2 separate regions of the Sus scrofa genome follow, and region 2 is linked to region 1. Evidence: chromatin contacts called from public Hi-C data. All regions are on one chromosome and are shown on one strand. The core of a region is the stretch at or near the end of the contact, and the rest is flanking DNA. Distances in the headings are between cores, read along the strand shown. Region 1 holds the start of PRRX1 (paired mesoderm homeobox protein 1). Region 2 has its middle 27 kb from the start of GORAB.

What was found. A called contact is a pair of places that touch in the nucleus more often than the background predicts.
Region 2: a Hi-C map of embryonic fibroblasts shows a contact between it and region 1, with 2.6 times the contacts expected there. The contact joins the enhancer-like site here to the promoter of PRRX1 in region 1. A contact is called at or near these places in 7 of 47 Hi-C or Micro-C datasets (embryonic fibroblasts, epiblast stem cells, heart right ventricle and 2 more) and 1 of 2 datasets of contacts at active chromatin or transcription factors (skeletal muscle).

Annotation. Positions count from the first base shown.
Region 1 is chr4:80,501,174-80,506,204 of Sscrofa11.1, reverse strand. It overlaps PRRX1 (paired mesoderm homeobox protein 1), which reads left to right and starts at 3,516. Exons shown (of 4, transcript XM_021090642.1): 1 at 3,516-5,031. The coding sequence starts at 4,927.
Region 2 is chr4:80,561,160-80,566,582 of Sscrofa11.1, reverse strand. No RefSeq gene overlaps it. Among named protein-coding and RNA genes, the nearest start is that of GORAB, 27 kb to the left of the region's middle. Within about 2 kb of position 3,297, at least 10 of the 83 cell types and tissues checked have an H3K27ac peak or open chromatin away from gene starts, as enhancers often do. A contact at or near this core is called in embryonic fibroblasts, where this site is marked.

The DNA.
Region 1 (5,031 bases), core at 2,267-4,766:
GGCTGGGAACCAAACCTCCCTCCTACCTTGGTCTGATCTCTTGGCGAGTTTCCTTACTAGTAAGGAAAGAAATCTAGAGATAGGAGTTATTTGAAAGAGGGTAGAGCATAAGGAAGGGTTGGAAAGCCACTCTCAGACACTTGAAGGACCATGCAGAAGAGGGTCATTGTTAATTATATCACCCAGGGCTTCATATTTTTAATAACAACTGATCGATGGATGGAAGTCAAAGCAAAAGCCAAGGAAAGATCTACACATGTTCAGAGATTTTGAGTTAGAAATGCTCTCCTTCCAATTTTTCCCAAAAGAAGTCACATGGGAAAAACCAAGTAGTTAGTGATTAGGGCACTAAACAGGCCATAGAGTTCTCTGTCCTCTGAGGCCTCCTGAGGTCCCAGGCTAGGCCCCCCACCTGCTTGGGAAATGAGCAACTGCTCCCTGTCACAGCTTCTCCTCTCCTGACATCTTTCTGCCAGATGGTCCTTCTTGAATTCTAGAGGTGCTTGACCCTCTTGGTTCCTGCAACCTGAGCCAAAAGAACTTTGATCCACCAATTTTCCCCTCCCTCTATACTCTTTTCGGGAGAGGACCTAGCACCTGGATGCAAGGAGAGGCCAGGAGCAATGACCCTTGGTGTTCTGACAAGGAGTTCACTGGCCCCCTTCTGTATACCTGAGGTAGAGCTTTGGTGCCAGTTCTGAACCTACCATGTCAGTCAGTCTTCTCCTACCTGGCCACCTGGCAGGAGGAACCAAGGTCTTTCATCATTTACCTGGTGAATGTGCGTTCTGCTTGGTCATGAATCTCCCTGTAGGGTTATCCTGATGGTTTTTAATTACAATCCAGAATCACAACAAATTACAAATGTTCTGTGTAAATACAATAAGGGTGTGCATCCAGTTCACTCCTAATTGTTAGTAGAAAAAGAAAAAAAAAGAAAAAAAACCCACAAGACTTAAACCAAAAAAATAAAAATAAAAATAAATCAATTCTGCAGGTTTATGCCTTGAAGATTTGATTTCTTGGGGACCCTCCCAGAGCATCCTCCCAGACTGCCCTGCAGCCCTGGCTCCCTGTGATGAGAATTCTGGGGCTTGGTGCCTGCAGTTGAGGCCTATGGGATGCTCTGGGAAGGAGCCACCTTCTGAGTGGTGAAGAGTCCTGTGACACTTTTTGCACAGGGTTCCAAAAAGAGTGTGGTGACTGCAAGAGGGGCCCTGCTGCCTGCCTTCAGAGCCTGTCCCAATCTGGCCTCTCCCTTGCTTTGGACACCCCAGGAGTCTGCCTAGATCCAGCTTCTCCTGGGCTTGGAGGGCACTCTGTCTGCCCTCCTGCCCCCACACAGCCCTCAAATGCTACCCTGATTTCTGGAGTGGAGAGGAACTTCTGAACCTCAGGACTCTAGCACAGTGGCAGTGAGTGCTGTGGAAGCTGGACCATCCCCACACAGTTGGCTGGTATTTGAGTTCTCATTCTGGAAGCTATTTTGGGAAAATATTATGCATAAAAGTATATATACACACAAAAGTATACACACACATACATATATATGTATGCATTTGGTTAACAAATGTTAAGCAAATGTATGATTCAATACTTGAAACCGTTAGCATCTTAGTTGGTATTGGTAGGGCTGGTTGATATTATTGGGCATATGACAAGGGGCTGATGTTAAGGGAGAGCCTGATCCCTCTGGAAAACACTGCAGAACACAAATGGAGACATTTGATCAGGTTTCCAACTGCCTGTATTTTCCCTGTGGCCACCTCTCCAACAGGCCAATGGCACACTCCGGACAAGGCAACTTCCTCCAAAAGGCGACTTCTCCTCAAATGACGGAGATTAATGAGTCTTCAGGGGAAGAGGCAAGTCCCTGGGGGAGTCAGAAGCCCTTGGTCCCTTATCCAAACCATTGTTACTAAGAGCAGTTTCGTCAGTGGCAAGGACAAAAAGAAACCTAAGGTACAACTGTGTAAATGAGGGTGGAGAAGGAGTGAGAGGCTAAGGCCTGCTCCATTTCTGGGAAGATTCGAGGAGGCTGATTCCCCTGCGGAATTCCACTAACCTAGCAGTGCCTCGAGGAACCTGGAGAGAAGCCTCCTCAGCCCTTGCACCCAAGCTCATGCTGCAGGACGCTGGTGAAAGCCTCTGTGCAATTAAGCCCAGTCTTTCACAGCCGGTGGTGGCACTGACACGTGTAGGCTTAGGCTCTCAGAAGAAACGGTGTTGGAAATGTCCTCGCAAGGCACCCTCCTCCAAAGCTGCCACTCGGGTGCGAGCCCACTCTGGCGCGCGTCTGTCTCCCACCAGCATCCCGCTAGCCCGGCCGCGCAGCTCCCCACGGCCTAGACGGGACAGATGTTTACTGCTTAGAGCCACGACCGCTGGGTAGAAGGAGCGATGGGCTTGGCGCACCTCGCGGGGCTGGCTGGGGGTGGGGGCCTCTGGGCTCCCGGTCAGGGGGTGCGAGCGGGCCGCGGGGAGGGTGAAGGGATTGAAAGAGGAGGGGGGAGTGGGTGGACTAATGATGAAAAAGTCTCCTCCGTCCTGGCTCCTTAATTAAATGCATGGAAAGAACCGAGGCTAGCACATCTGGTTTCAATCTGCAGCCCTTTGATGGCATCAAATGTTCTTTTCCTAGATCAGGGCTGGAAGTTCTGGGCTAACTATGGCCGTTTGGAGCCCAGAAACCATTTACACACACTCTTTCTCTCAGTCGAGCCGAGCCCCTAGACTATAGGAAGAAAGAAAAAAAAAAAGTAATCAAGGGAGTGAGGGACTGTGTGTGTGTGTTTAAAGAACATAAAACGCCACAAATAAGCACTGAATATTTTACTTACTCGTCATATAGTAACTCATTTCTAATGAGACTATTAAAGCTGTTACCAAATTCCACCCGGTCATGAAAAAATCGCTCAGCACCTCTCTGTCCTCTATCAAGTTAGGGCTCAGCAGACAGACGACAAAGCACTATCTCTAGAGTTAGATGGGGATTCGTCCGCCCCTCTTCCCCGTCCCCACCCCCGTGGCACCCGAATCGGACCCTGAGCCGCCACGGGAACGTCTGCCCGCAGCTGGCTCTAGGAGTGCCCCTGCTTCCTCCGCATCTGGGCAGCGCGACCTTCTCGGCTTAGCGTCGTCGTAGCCTGGGGAAGCGACCTTGGCCGTACTGAAGAGGTTACGAAATTGGCCAGGGTGGGGGGGAAGGGGAGCAATTATGACAAACTCCTAGAGTCCTTTCTCCCAGCTAAATAAATATGTAAATTTCCTACTGCCCTGTACCGTTGATTCCTAGCAGCGCAGAGAGACTCGAATCAATGCAGCGACTTCTAGATCTCTTTAGTCCGTGGAAGAAGCGTGGGAGAGCCTTCCATTATGATCAACCCTGTCGTTTTACTACATTATTTAATAGGCTGTCTCTACAGAACCAAATGTAGCTTTAATATCTCTCTCCCTCGTTCGCAGACCCACCCAGCCCACCACCACTCAAAATTGTTAGAACAGCAGGAAACATTAAAAAGAAAAAAACTCAGAGGGAGAGGAAAATTTGATTGAGATAGTTGTGGATTTTTTCCAACAAGTTTCCCCGCAGCTGTTATCAAAACATGCAAATGAAATTTTCCAACAGGATCTTAAACAAATCTGGAGGAGTTAATGCCTAAGCAAAATAATCAGCCTGTTTGAAGTGACTGTGGGTTTCAGTTTGTCCTTTCTCCCGTGATACTATTGCAGGGGAATGATAATTAGACCTTTACTTTAAAAATCCAAAGGGGCTCTTGCTTTCTCTTCCCTCCCTTTTCTTCCCCTCCTCCCTCTCTCTCTCTCTCCCTCTCTCTTTCTCTCTTGCTCAGAAGTTGGCAAAGGGGGTTTTCTTAATCAGACTGTTTTCTGGTCTGAGGGAAAGGAGGAAGAAGGAGATTGTGATGGAGAAAGGGGGTCTGTAAAACGTCAGGCACCGCACAAAGGCTTTGCCACGTAATTACAGGCTCCTATTAAGTCGAGATCTGCCCTCCCAGGGGTCTCCAATTTTCTTGTATTCCCTACAAAGCCTCCTCTGCATGCCAGTTTGTGCCTTTTGAAGTGCCAGAGAGCTTCTTGATCCAACTGAGAAGGAAAAAGGAGCTCAGCAAGAAGAGGGGGAGAGAGAGAAGGGAACAGGGAAACCCACCACCACCACCCTCCTTCGGACTCTTGGAGCCTTTTTTTCCCCCCTCCTTAGGAAAAGTAAAGTGAGAATCCTGCTCTCCAATACATCTGCAAGACATCACCCTCTCCTCCTGAAACTTTAGTCACTCCTGAGAATCCACAGGAGTGCAGAGAGGGGGAACACATTTTCTTGAAGATGTTTTAAAGCTGGAACAAGCCTTCTTCTGTTGGTGCTTGAACTCTTGCCTGGGAATAACTTTTTTAACCTAAAACACACACACACACACACACACACACACACACACTTTGATTCTTCTCTCCCACCCCTTCTTCTCTCTTCTTCTGTTTGCCTAACTCCCCCGCCCTGCTGGCCTCCCCTTTCCTCTCTTCCCCTTATTATTATTTTTAGCGTGTGCGTGTGAACGCTTTTGGAGAGCTGAAGGGGATTTTTTTTCTTCTTCTTCTCCTGACTTGAACATAGGGTGACTTTTAATTTTATTTTTTGGTGTGGATTATCTCTTTGGACCGCGCCGGACTTGGCCTCGGGAAAGCAACCGAAGCTGTCGGAGGCTGCCGGTGCACAACGCTCTGCTCTACAGAAGGGGGTCCCCCGCCCTCTTTCCACTTTTTTTGTTCTTCCCCTCCTTTCTCTCTCTCCCTCTCTCTCTCTCCATTCCCTCCCCCACTTCCCCACTCGGCTCCTCTCCCCCCTCGCGCCCACAGCGTTTGGTGTTGATTCGAGCGGGAAGAGGGGGGTGGGTGGGATCGGAGGGGGAGACCATGACCTCCAGCTACGGGCACGTTCTGGAGCGGCAACCGGCGCTGGGCGGCCGCTTGGACAGCCCGGGCAACCTCGACACCCTGCAGGCGAAAAAGAACTTCTCG
Region 2 (5,423 bases), core at 2,048-4,547, 61 kb before region 1:
AGGAACCATGAGGTTGTGGGTTTGATCCCTGGCTTCGTTCAGTGGGTTAAGGATCTGGCGTTGCTGTGACTTGTGATATAGATTACAGACGAGGCTCTGATCCTGCGTTGCTGTGGCTGTGGTGTAGACTGGCAGCTCCGATTGGACCCCTAGCCTGGGTATCTCCATATGCCGTGGGTGTGGCCCTAAAAAAGCAAAAAAAAAAAAAAAAGAGAGAGAAAATTCCATTCATAAAACAAGCACTGATAACAGAACATAATATCTTGTTAATGGGAAGCAAAATAAATGATCAGGGAGGCATCCTCTAGAAATCTCAAATTTTTAGACCATTCCTAATTTTAAATATTCTATCCAGGCGTTCTGCAATCTCTGAATGTATTTAGGATGTACCATTTCTCAGTTTGCTTTTAGCTCTGAGGAGCAACACATACACAACTAAAAAAACAAAAAACAACATGTTTGGATTTTGAGTTAAAAAAGCGTAGTCACCAGAACAGTGAATTGGAAAGGGGGAGGTCTTTGCATGTCGTAATTTAAAATAGGGGGCCCACTGGGATCTATCAGTGAGAGAAAAAATTAAGTATTGGAAAAATGAACTTTAAACTCACGTCTTTCTGACAAAGGGTTGATGGTATCTTACATGGAGAAGAACATAAATATAATGGCTCATTACAGTAATTCAAGGCGTTGCTGAACCAATGGGCAATAATTACTGCCCAAGCCAGAACAAGATGGAAATGGAACCGACTGGTATGAATTCAAAGATAACATGGATGCCTGTTCAAGGAGCATATGTAAGAGGTCTTTTCAAGCCAAATTGATTCTAAGCACCTAAAATAGAGCCATAATTAAGCAATAAGACGTGACAGGGAGCACATTTCTCAGTGATTATAGCATCTCTCAAGGGAGAAGTCACTAGGCCAAAGGTTCATATGAGGAGTGAAATAAGAACCTTGCAGTGTATAGTATCACACACTTAGAGGGAGAAGGAGAAAGAGAAGGAAATGAATAATGGGAGTTAGAAGGGTCATTCCATGAGCTATTATTTCAGTTGCTGGGTAATACTGTCGTTTGTACAGTACATCTGGCTGTTAGTTGTACCCAGCTCTGTATTTATACCAGAGCCTTCACTCATTTTAATGTCCTACAGGATTGTCCATTTCTCATTTTCTTAGCCAAGCAAAAACCAAGCAGTTAAGACACAAACAGACTTGAAAGTCCATAGCCATCTATATGGAACTACTATCTGCTGGAATTATAACAGATAATTTAGTATCTTGGCTCATTTATCCCAAGTGCATTTCCCTCAGAAACTACTAATAGCCATGGCCCAAGTATCATATAGGTAGATACCTTACTGCGAGATGTCTCTCCATGTTTCTATGATTCTTTATCACCACAGAAGATAGCTAAAAATCTTTTGAAACAAAGTCAAAGGACAAGATTATTTTGTGGACCTTAATTTTACCAGTGTATTTTATCCCAGGCTGTACCCTAGACAAAATTCTGGGCAAACAATCATTTATCTTGTACAGCCTAGGTCCCATTTCTGTGAGCAGTGCTCTCTCAAAATCTGTTCCTGAGAAATCTGAAGACAGTTGCTGTATACTGAATGCTTGTGTCCCTCCCAAGTTCATGTCAAAACCTAACCCCCCAATGTGATGGTTTATTGGGAGATGGAGCCTTTGGGAGATGGTTAGGCCATGAAGTTAGAGCCCTCATGACAGTATTTGTGCCCTTATAAGAGACCCCAGAAAACTCCCTCACCCCTTCCACCATGTGGGGACACAGAAGATATCTAGTCATCTTTGCCAGACCCTGACTCAGCCAACACCTTAATCTTGGACTTCCCAGCCTCCAGAATTTGAGAAATAAATTTGCTATTTCTAAATCACCCAGTCTACACTATTCTGTTACATTAGCAGACATTTGGTCCTGTCCAAAACTTCTATGAGCACATATGGTCTATGCCAATTGGTTTTGCGTAGGACCAAGTATCAAAGACCTTTTGGCATGGGCAAAAACCCTTATGGGCATTTTAGATAGGACCGAATGTCCTGAAATATTCTGTTACAGCAGTTCAAACAGACCAAGACAGTAATTACCTACATTCTGGGGAAACTTTAAGTCAATAGGTTATTTTTGTCAAGGATGTCTGCATTTTAATGTAATGGAATATTTTAAAGTAATTTGTATTTTAATTAGTGCAGTGGAAATCTTAACCCCCAGCTAAAGGAATTTCAAGCATCAGAGAGCAGGTGTGAGAATTGGGAGACTGGTGCTGCTGCATGAAGAGGACCTGACATCATGCTCTATTGCACAACCTGAGAAATAAGTTCCTGAAGCCTTTTTGCCCGTGCTGTCATAATCCTCATATGAGGAAAATTACCTTAACCTTCTTCCCTTAAGTCCTGTTGCTAGTGCAACATGCTGTTCAAGAAGAGAAACCAAGTCTGCCATTCAGGTTACATATATCAGTTATTTACGGCTGTGCAAATAAACCATAAACCATCCTGAAACTTAGCCTTCATTTGAGGAAGTATTCAATGTAGAGAATTGTGGGTCAAGCTCAGATTGCTACCCAAAGGGAAACTGAACTACTTTCCAAGAATTGCTTTTACATGTCTCAGGGTCAGGTTCTTGGTTGTTATCTGTCCAGCTGGCATCCTCTAAGTTGTATATGGTACCACTTGTCCCTTGTTTTCAGTTAATGTGGATTACATCTTCAACATCTCATGGACCAGTCTATGGGATTCTTCCATATCTGGCTCCCTCTTAGCCATTTCTATACCTCTCTCAGGACCAAAAAATAATATATTAGGCTCACACCACATTTGCCACACTAGGACCATGGAAAACTCTCTGAGGCAACCCATACACTTTTGTTCTAGATGTGCCAGACTAGATTTCTCTAGCTCAATGCTGGGTAGAAGGGATTTTTTCAGAAGTTTGCCATTTTGTGGCTTCCAACCTGGAAATAAGGTACTGATTTCCCTGTTTTCAGAGCCTGAAAAACCCACACTCAAGCCAGGGTTCAGCCTGTGGAGGGGGCAAGAAGAGAGGGCAAGAGTCCCTTTGAGGGACTTACCAGCATCTAACCTTCTTGCCTTCTTCAGAATAGCCTCCTGTCTCCCAGCCAGGGGAATTTTTATTTTACGTGGGCAGGAAAAAATTGGCTCAAGTTGATCAAGTATTCTTCCAAATCTTTTTTGTCTGAAGCTTGAAGCTCAGCTTTTTAAAATTGAAAGCCAAGAATTTGTCTCTTTTGTTCTCTGGTTCTGCTGTGACAACCCTCCCTTGAGGCAAGTAATGACTCATGGTCTAGCTGCCCTGGTGGGGGAGGGTCAAGGGTAACAGGAAATCACGGGGAAAAACACATTTGTTAACGCATAAAAACATTATACTGCTACGCTAAGATTCCTATTCTCTTTCTCATTCTTTGTTGAACGACAAACTGTCTTTCTCCTTTCTTACAAAGACTTCTGCAGTAGAGAGGGTCTTTGGGATGTAAGTAATAGAAATCCACTCATTCTTGCCCACCCGCTCCCTGAAAATGAAATGCAGGTGCTGGGAGAAAGAGTGGGATGAAGACTGAGACAGAAATGTAATTATGCCTCACAAAGGCACCAAAGACCTGAATTTCCATCAGAACCATGCTTTCTCTTTTTGTATTGAGTATATTTACTCCATGGCTTTCTCTGGCCCCTCTGTAGACAGGGCCACAATTTGAACTCTTCCTGGTACCATGCTAAGACTAAAATCTTTTTGCTCTAATATCTGAATTCTTATGTATTTGTTTATTTTATGGCTGTGCCCATGGCATACAGAAATTCCCAGTCCAGGGATCAAACCCACACCACAGTGTGGCAACGCTGGATCCTTAACCCACTGAGCCACCAGGGAACTCCTAATATTTGATTTCCAATGGAATTGATCAATCATCATGGTTAATGATCACACAACTATAGCTGAGAGTGTGCTTGCAGGGAAGGACAGAATCCCTTCACAAAAAGACTGACCAGTGCCCACCAACAATGGAAGAACGGAAAGAGAAAATCTTGAAAAAGAGGAGGTTGAACAGATAACCCTTTAGATGTCTTGTGTTTTCACCTTTATGAAACTATCTTGGCAGCTTATCTTTACCTATCATGTAGTACTTACCAGACTGCTTATTTCATTTCATAGCTATTTATGGATTCATTTCTCTTCTAATGGGACAAGCAACTGGGCAAGAACTTAGTTTCTTCTCCCCACAAAGGCACACACAGTGTCCTGCACAGTAAAGGCATTCAAAAGTATCTATTAAAGGATCAAATGAATCAATGAGTGGGAATGGAGAAGAGTTAATTGAACAAATAAGCTCCCCCAAAGCAATGGATACTAAAGAGGGATACATAAAAGTCATTTGCATGATAGGTGTAATTTTGAAAAAAAAAATCTAGATACCTTCTATCACATGCCACAATTTTCTTTAGGCAGGGAAAGAGTTAAGTGGTTTTGCACCGTGTTCATGGACTTCTGACATGATATAAAACACTACAATTTTGGCTTTTCCATTTTAGCTGACATAGTTTAAGTTGATGAATATTTTGATTTGTGCCAGTCTCAGGCAGTTTTAAATGCTATCCCTGCAGGAGTCAAGAAGTCCAGTCATAATCATAACAATATGCTTGTCAGTCAAAAGCACCGGAAGATTGTTTAGGTGCAAAGAAAGCATTTTCCTCTGAAAGGAAACAGGGCAATTGAAATCACCTACTTTTCAAGGCATTGAAGTCAAAACTGTTACCAGCTTCATGGTGTGAAAATCCAGGTCTAGGCACCCCCTTGGTGAGACTCCAGTATGTCCTGGGGCTATCCAGCCGAAAAACAAGTTACAGCCTAAAGTTCAGAAGAAATTAGACTAAAGGGAAAGCACAGCGATCAAGGTTGATTTCCCCATCATTATTTGCAGGTCACCATTTCAGCAGGGAATGTATAATGAATTCCCTTCCATCTCTGCCGTCATGCACCTTGGGATAGATTTGCAAGCCAACTAAATCAGAGAATTCATGCAATTACATGAGATCTGGGCAGAAGAAAGCGATTTTTTTTTTTTTTTTTTCCTGAACAGACTGAGCAAATAATACTTGATAGAATTGACCTAAGGGTTATACCATAGGAACTGTTTGCATTAGAGCAGGCAGAATTAAAACATCCACATCGTACTGGGTTCATTAGAAAAAGGGAAAAAGTCAGAAACCAGGGTGGGAGAAAGAAAGGAAGAAATGAACAGCCTGGAGAAATGGATTTCAGAATTGGAGGCAGCCCAGAATTATTCAGATCTCTGGGTATGTTGATGTCAGGACCTTCTTTTTTCAAAGTTAGTGTGACCTTAGCCATTCCAGCTGCTCAACAAATTTGCTCAGCAACTTTGCCCCATCAGA